Regions from separate parts of the Mus musculus genome. Here region 2 is linked to region 1. A link is a contact called in public Hi-C data. All regions are on one chromosome and are shown on one strand. Each heading gives the region's core, a stretch centred on a gene start, on an enhancer-like site or on the middle of the called end of the contact. The rest is flanking DNA. Distances are from core to core; before and after follow the strand shown.

Region 1 (3,702 bases), core at 457-2,956:
CCACTTAATTCTGCTGACCCCAACTTGGAAGGTGGACTCCTTTTTATGACTAAGGAGCTAATGTCTGTGTGACAGCTCATGGCATCCATCTTTAGAGAACTGCCTTAGAAGAGCCTGATGCTCAGCTACTGGGTTAGGATAGGGTAAGGAAAGGTTAGGGTGAAGGTAAGGGTGAGGGTCAGGTTGAGGGTGACGGTCAGCCTCATGGTCGCTGTCACTGTTTTCTCTTTCTCCATAAAAACTCCATAAAAATAAAAGTGCATCCTGTCACTCATTTCCTTTAACTTCAATACCAGTGCTGTATTATCAGGTCATTTAGAAACATACACCATTGTAGGTACGAGAAGAACTGTTTGTAGAATCCTGACTAAATAGTGTTCTATACAAAATTCTGGAAAAGAACTACCATGCTGCTGCCCCATAATCACACACGTCCACCTAGGAGCACCAGTCTCTTTTACTTTTAGATGTAGTTTCAGAAACTCTTGTTTAAAAAAAAGGTCTGATCCTTCTGTATGAGGAAGCTAGGATAATTACCCTGCTACAGAGGCAATTGAGCACCAGTTCCTTTGATTTCTTTTCTCCTTCACATCTTTCATCGTCTGCCTTTAGTTTTAGAAGATTTCATGTCTCCATTATTTTGTGCTAAGCTAACCTCAGCTTTTCCTGCCAAGACCAGGCTCTACAGTTCAACCTCCCTCTTGAAACATCAGCATCCCTCTGCTAGGGATTACTTTTAGTGGATTCACTTGAATTCAGTAACAAGAAATCTACTTCTGACCTACTCCCCTTATTCTCTGGACCCTATGTCTTCTTTTTTATTTTTCATATAAGCTTCATAAAGGACTAACCTATATGGAGCAAGACTATATTCACTGTTGGCAGCCTCTGCAATCTGCTTCTCTTGTTAGGTACCTGCACACTAGCTGTTGTGGACTTTGTGTTGCAGCTCATTTCTGGGGCATTTGCCTCTGTTGGTTGAGTTTCACTGCTCCACAGAGAATTCTGCTCTTGGTTTGTCTTGTTTGTTTCTGTCTTTTTTCACTGTGGCCTCCTCTGCTTCCCACCACTTGTGCTGGGTGGTCCAGCTGTCTGTTTCTTTCCTCCCAGTACTGGCAATCTTCTTGGATGAGCTTATCCACACTCAACATTTTAATTACTAACTTTGTGCCAATGACACTGTCTTTAGTACCTTACCGTCCCTCCCCTGATCTTCAGGCTCAACAATTCCATCACCTCCTAGGTACTTTTTCTCTGGATATTCTCCAGATGTTTGGCTCCATTTCTCAAAACGCACCTTCCTCCATTTTCTTCAATTTCTATTTGTCACTTTTTTTTCCCCTGTTATAAAATGTTAGAATTTCTCCCTCCTCCACTTCAGAAAACTGATTATTAAATCCTAGGACATGTCCATCTTTTCTGTCTCTCAGACTGATTCCATTCTTATTCTCCATACACTGTTAGAGCTGAGCATTCTCTGGCCTTGACCACCTCAACAACTGCCTCGCTGGACAGGGTTTCTGTAATTGCTCTGCTCTGTGCCCCTGCTCAAGAGCTTCTGGACCAAAACCACCTGTCTAAATCCACTCAGAATCCTACAGGGGAAACCCACTCCTTGTCTAGCATGCTCTAGCCCACTCTGAAAACACCAGCACCACTCAGCATGCCTCACTGACTGCAGTAATAATGCTCGCGGTAGTTTTCTACCACCACTCTGTTCTTTTCTTTCCTTGCTTCCTCTTTTCTCCAGTACACATGCTTTGCTATGAAGACTTAAGTTGGTCTTATGAATTTCAAGTAACTATTATAGTCTTCATGCTTGGGTCTGTAAAAAAGACAGGCTTCAGTTGAATAGTCACTTTAGTTGTTTTAATCCTCAATGCAGTCAGAAGGAGGACTGGGAATACAGTATTCCTGTGCCCCCCTGTGATTAAAAACTTGCCAAGGTGTGTAGATTTTCATACCAATGCGGCTCCAAACCCAGAAGCACTCGCCTGTTCTGAAGCACACACTGCCCTCCAGTGGAACTCCTTGGAAGGACACACCTGATCTGCCATGACGAGTGTTTCCAGTTATTTTTCCCCATCAAGCATGCTTTGAACAATGTCAAATTTTAATTCAAAATGATTTTATTTGACTAAAGAATATTTTTCAAGTCAAATCTAGTAGTGAAGGCTTTTAATTCCAGCTATCTGGGATGTAAAGGTGTGAGGACCTCAAGTTCAAGGCCAGCCTGAGAAAAACAGTGAGACCCTGTCAATGACTAAGTAAACATAAGAATCAGGCCATAGCTCAGCGATATGCCCCAATTCTTGCCTGGCATTTGGAAAGCTGGAAAATTTAAACCTGATGCTTAACAAACCCTACAACTAAAACTAGGCTGAAGCAAAAATAAAACTTACTTTGGAGCGTTTAAGAATTTGTTCTGTGAAGAGAGCAAACACAGTCACCCTGACAAGCTACTTCATCCAGTGCAACCCTTACTTAACACCAGTATATCCTTTTTTTGGTTTTCAACCACGGAAAGGATGATGGTAAAGGCAACTATAATCTCTATATATCTATATATAATACTGGTTAATATTATGTAAAGCTGTATTTTATGTAATTTATGGTTTTGCTACAGAGTGACTTTAGAGAATTCTCTAATATGATAGAGCAAGAGTAAATTATTAGAAAACTATTAAATAATATTAAATTATATTCATAGACACACTGGTAGAAGATGCCACAAAGCCACACAGCAACTGGGCATCAAGGTGTCTGAATTTCTGTAGATGCTAGCTGGCTGCTCTGAAATGCATGTAGCCACATCTGCACTTGGGGCTCATAATGTGTGCTTGTGCAGAGTGTCACATTAACATCTTGCTTGGCATATGCCCTTTTAGATGAAAGACACTGCTAAGATTAAAGCTGACCTGCTGTATTGGGCAAAGGGCAGCCTGGATGCAGGGACACTCTTCTTCTGTCCACTGTCTGTGACTTTAGAAGTCCTCAGGGCAGGATCAGAGAATGGAGAACTAAGAACATACTTCAGATGTCTTAGAAACCAATAAAACTGTTGCTTGACCTCTTCTTTCTTAAGTTGCCAAAGCCATGGGGAAAGCTCTTTTCCTTCCTCCCTCTGTCCCTCTCTTATTCTCTCTTCTTCCAGCATTACCACCACCACCACCACTTCTTCCTATACCTCCTCCTTCTCCTTCTCCTTCTCCTTCTCCATCTTGTTATTCTTTTGTCTTAGCTTCATCTACTCAGAATCACTTGTTAGAAGAACTTGAGGTAACTTTTTTTAAAAGGGAAAAGGATGGACAGATTTTACTTAGAGTGTCTTGTTCATCCCTATTTTTTCAAGCCTGAAATTTACAAAATAGAAGTTGTTCAACTGCTGCTGCTTACATAAATCTCAGGAAAAGCCAAGTATCAGACAGAAAGGTTAAAAGAGAAAAAAGAAAAAGAAATGAAAATAAAATCTACTTTTGGTCTGCTTTCGTGTTTTAAACACATATTTCAGGCCTCAGGTTCCAACACGCCAGGTCACGACTGTACTCCGTTTTGCATGGTTCCTTGTTTTATAACCTAACATTATGTTTCATCCCTTCCTGTTTTGCTTGTGCTCTGCTTCATTTATTATCCCTTCTTTCTTCATTTGAAATCCTTGTTTACTATGTTAGAGTTCCGTGGGGCGTGGAACTTACAGTATCA
Region 2 (3,702 bases), core at 436-2,935, 140 kb before region 1:
TTCTCAACAATAAAAGAACCTCGGGTTGAATCACCATCCCCAACCTCAAGCTGTACTACAGAGCAATTGTGATAAAAACTATATGGTATTGGTACAGTGACAGATAGATCAATGGAATAGAATTGAAGACCCAGAAATGACCCCCTACACCTATGGTCACCTGATCTTTGACAAAGGAGCTAAAACCATCCATTGGTTTAGTTGCCCACAGCTACACAAACGGGGTTCCTGAAAGGGAGGCTGGGGCTGTATGGGAAAGAGACAGCGAGAGAAATAGGAAACCAAGACAAAGATACTGATCAAGGCCCCTTGTTTCCAGCCACTCTATGTGGCTGCCAAGTGTGAGTTATCCTTGAGTGTATCCAAGGAGGTGATTAAACAGCTGCCTTCTAAAAAAAAAAAAAAAAAGAGAGAGTCTGAGCCCATCCCCCACCATGCCAGGCTCTCAATGCTTTGTCACCTTGTCACCAGGCTCTCTTCACTCTGTTACCAGGCTGTTGCTTATTCAGGATTGCCTCAGGAAGACAGGTTCAGCCTCTCAGCGGGTAGCAGGTAGCGTTGTCTTGCAGAAAACCGCAGTTATGACAGAACAATAGACCTATCTAGGTCTGAGGACGCTACCCTAGGTGGGCTAGCTGACAGTGGCAGAACAGGTCTGCGCCAGCCTGCTCAAGGCTAGGGGAGGCTATAATTCCTCTCTAGTTATTTAATAAAAAATTAGCTGGACTGGGGTATAGGCTCCATGGTCCTGCCTGGGAATTATGGTGGCTTGTGCCTGTGCCTCTCTTAGGACTGAATCTATTGGACTTATTCTTATCTGTCCTGGAGAATACATGCAGCTTATATGTATTTATTTGCACAAACACGGCTCTTTGGTGTTATTATGAACAAACTTCTTGCTTTTGCTTCTTGGCACATGCCTCTGTCTTAGATTGAAATAAGCCATAGATACAGTGGCCCATCCTTGGCTGCTGGCCCTCATTGCACACCCTTTTCCCAATCAGAGGAAAGCCACAATATACACTCAATGCATCTCTTCATATAGCTGAATTTCTGCCATCTGCACTTGCTGAAGGTGATCCTGCATGGAGGTAACCGACCTGCTTGAAATGCAAACCCAAAGTTGAAAGCAACATGATTAAGTTTGTCTGTCCATAAGTCCAGGTACTCTATTCAGTTGCAAATTAGCAATGATAAAGCCCAAACTCTGGCCTCCTTGTGTGGGGCAGGTGACTTTGAGAATCAACAGAAAAGCTGTTACTTCTCATGTAAATAGGTTATGCTCCAAGTTAACTCTGCTGGCTAAAAGGTTTTTAGCTATCTTCATAATAGGACTCTCTAATATTGGATTTATTACTAGAGCAGTCCATGATTGAGTCAGAATAACTGGTCACATTAAAGGAAAGAGAAGAGTCATTATAATTCCTGTTGGAGTCCGCCAAAAGACCCTCACTAACAAAGACCACAGAGATCGACATTGCTGCAAACTGCAAGAGGTTTTTTTATTGATCCAATGTGTTGGGGACCCCCCTCAGTATGCAGGCAAGAAGAGAGACCCCAAACAAAGAAAGAACACACTTTTTATTCATTGTAAGGGGCAGATTTAGGCAACAGGGCTAGCTGGCTTTCTCTAATGGTGCAGCAAGTAACCCTTTCAGGCATTGGTTGGTTCTCATAGGGTGACTACCTTTGGCCTAGTGACTCACTCTGCCTGCCCTTGTGGTTTTTCTTGGAATTTAGTGTGAGGCAGGGCAGAAGAATTTTTCTGAGAACTGTTATTTTTGTTATGGTTATTTTTCCAAGAACAGCTAATCTTGTTTTGGCAGCTGTAGACTTGGTAAAACTATATAGTTTGGAAAGTCCCTTCAGAGGGGGAAGGGGCTAGGTGGTCTTGAATTTATTTTGGATTCTACACTCCTCCTTTTGATTAATTTTTCGAAGTCGGTTTCCACAGTCACTTATGTTCTCTGTCCCACAGGTTAAAAAGCTTGAAGCAAGGCAGCTTAGCTTGTCTAATCTGGGACAAAGCCAAGCAAAGGTGGGTCAAGAACCCAAACCCAATACAGCTTTCTTATCACCATTGTCAGGGCACTAAGCAAGCTCACAGATCAGTCTGTCACACGAATCATTCTGGCAACTGCCATGCTCCTACAGCATTCTATGGAAAAAAACACAAATGTGCCCTCTTCCCCATATTAAATATATGATCAGGATCATGCCATATACCAATAAGTGGATCCTCCATCTCACCTAGGCATGAGTATGCCTAGTGTTAAGATACTGTAAGGCACTTAACAAGGAGTTCTTTGGCATCCAATATTTTAAAATTTAAAAAAATAAAAAGTGTGATTTAAATAATGTACATGGGGATATAATTTCCCCCTTTATTGTTTTTAAAGAAGATATAATTTTAAAGTTCCACAATACCCTGTCCTTGAGAAATATAAAAAAATCTCAGTAACATGGGTAACATTAAATTGTTCACAAAACATCTCAAATATTTGACTTTAATAGCCAGTTCCAATATCTGTTTTAATCTAATTTGGAACACCAAGAATACAAAAAATATTAAGATAGGCCATGACTAATTACACTTTTAGTTGCTTCTCTTGTTAGAGCAGTTGCAACTAGAAAGCCTGAAAAGGTATCAATAGTCACATGTGCATATTTTACTTTTTAAAAATCAGAAATATGAGTATTCATTTGCAATAATTGATTAAGTATAAGTCCTCAAGAATTAACACAATTATATTGAACAGGTAGAAACTGAGGACAATGAGAACAATTCTTTACAATTTGACATGCACATTCTCTAAAAAATACCAAATTATTATCTCAAGCCACTACTATTTTGATGATGTAAAGAATGAGATAATATGGACAATTATTCTTGTGTAAGGCCTATAATCTGTCTGGGATGTAAATTTGGGGTGGCATTGTTTTAAGAGGTCTTGTCCAGGCAATTTAGAATGAGTTCTTAAATGTCCAAAGACAGTCCTTTAAAGGAACAGTATTTTTTTTTCTTAACTTGAGTTGTATATGAGTAAACAATTGCAAATTTAAGAATTTGTAGTATCTAAGAAATAACCAATTTCAAGCAATTGTAAGCCCTGAGCTATAGCTATGTATAGAGAGACAATCAAGCTTTAATTTGTATATACATATATATCGACTATTAGTATACAAATTAAAGCTTGATTTTTTCAACATTTCAAAACACAGGCTACAGCACACAATTCAATTATCTGTGCTGAAGCAGCAGGTAACTCAAAAGAATAAACATGTGATCCAATCACATATACTTTTCTCCCATAGAAGGGCTGTTTTTAAATACAGTAGATGTATTCTTTATGGGATGCATGCATGCATGCATAAATTTACAGAAAATACAAAAGCATGCATAGAAGCAATCTTATCTTTTGGATAATGTTTATCAATTTTACCTAAAAAGTTTGCTATGCAATAGGCCAAATATCAGTATTCTGTAATAATCAATTTAATTGCTGTTTCTAACAAGGAACAGATGCCTTGTCAGGTTTTTTTTTTTTTTTTCCATTTTTTATTAGGTATTTCGCTCATTTACATTTGCAATGCTATACCAAAAGTCCCCCATAGCCACCCACCCCCTCTCCCCTACCCACCCACTCCCCTTTTATGGCCCTGGCGTTCCCCTGTACTGGGGCATATAAAGTTTGCGTGTCC

Evidence for each region. A called contact is a pair of places that touch in the nucleus more often than the background predicts.
Region 2: a Hi-C map of the G1E-ER4 cell line shows a contact between it and region 1, with 2.4 times the contacts expected there. The contact joins two enhancer-like sites. A contact is called at or near these places in 2 of 15 datasets of contacts at CTCF or cohesin (the G1E-ER4 cell line and pro-B cells), 5 of 484 Hi-C or Micro-C datasets (the C2C12 cell line, the G1E-ER4 cell line, embryonic stem cells and 1 more) and 1 of 115 datasets of contacts at active chromatin or transcription factors (large pre-B cells).

What each region holds. Positions count from the first base shown.
Region 1 is chr13:75,226,110-75,229,811 of GRCm38.p6, reverse strand. No RefSeq gene overlaps it. Among named protein-coding and RNA genes, the nearest start is that of Pcsk1, 140 kb to the right of the region's middle. Within about 2 kb of position 1,706, at least 28 of the 459 cell types and tissues checked have an H3K27ac peak or open chromatin away from gene starts, as enhancers often do. A contact at or near this core is called in the G1E-ER4 cell line, where this site is marked.
Region 2 is chr13:75,365,299-75,369,000 of GRCm38.p6, reverse strand. No RefSeq gene overlaps it. Among named protein-coding and RNA genes, the nearest start is that of Pcsk1, 280 kb to the right of the region's middle. Within about 2 kb of position 1,685, at least 33 of the 459 cell types and tissues checked have an H3K27ac peak or open chromatin away from gene starts, as enhancers often do. A contact at or near this core is called in the G1E-ER4 cell line, where this site is marked.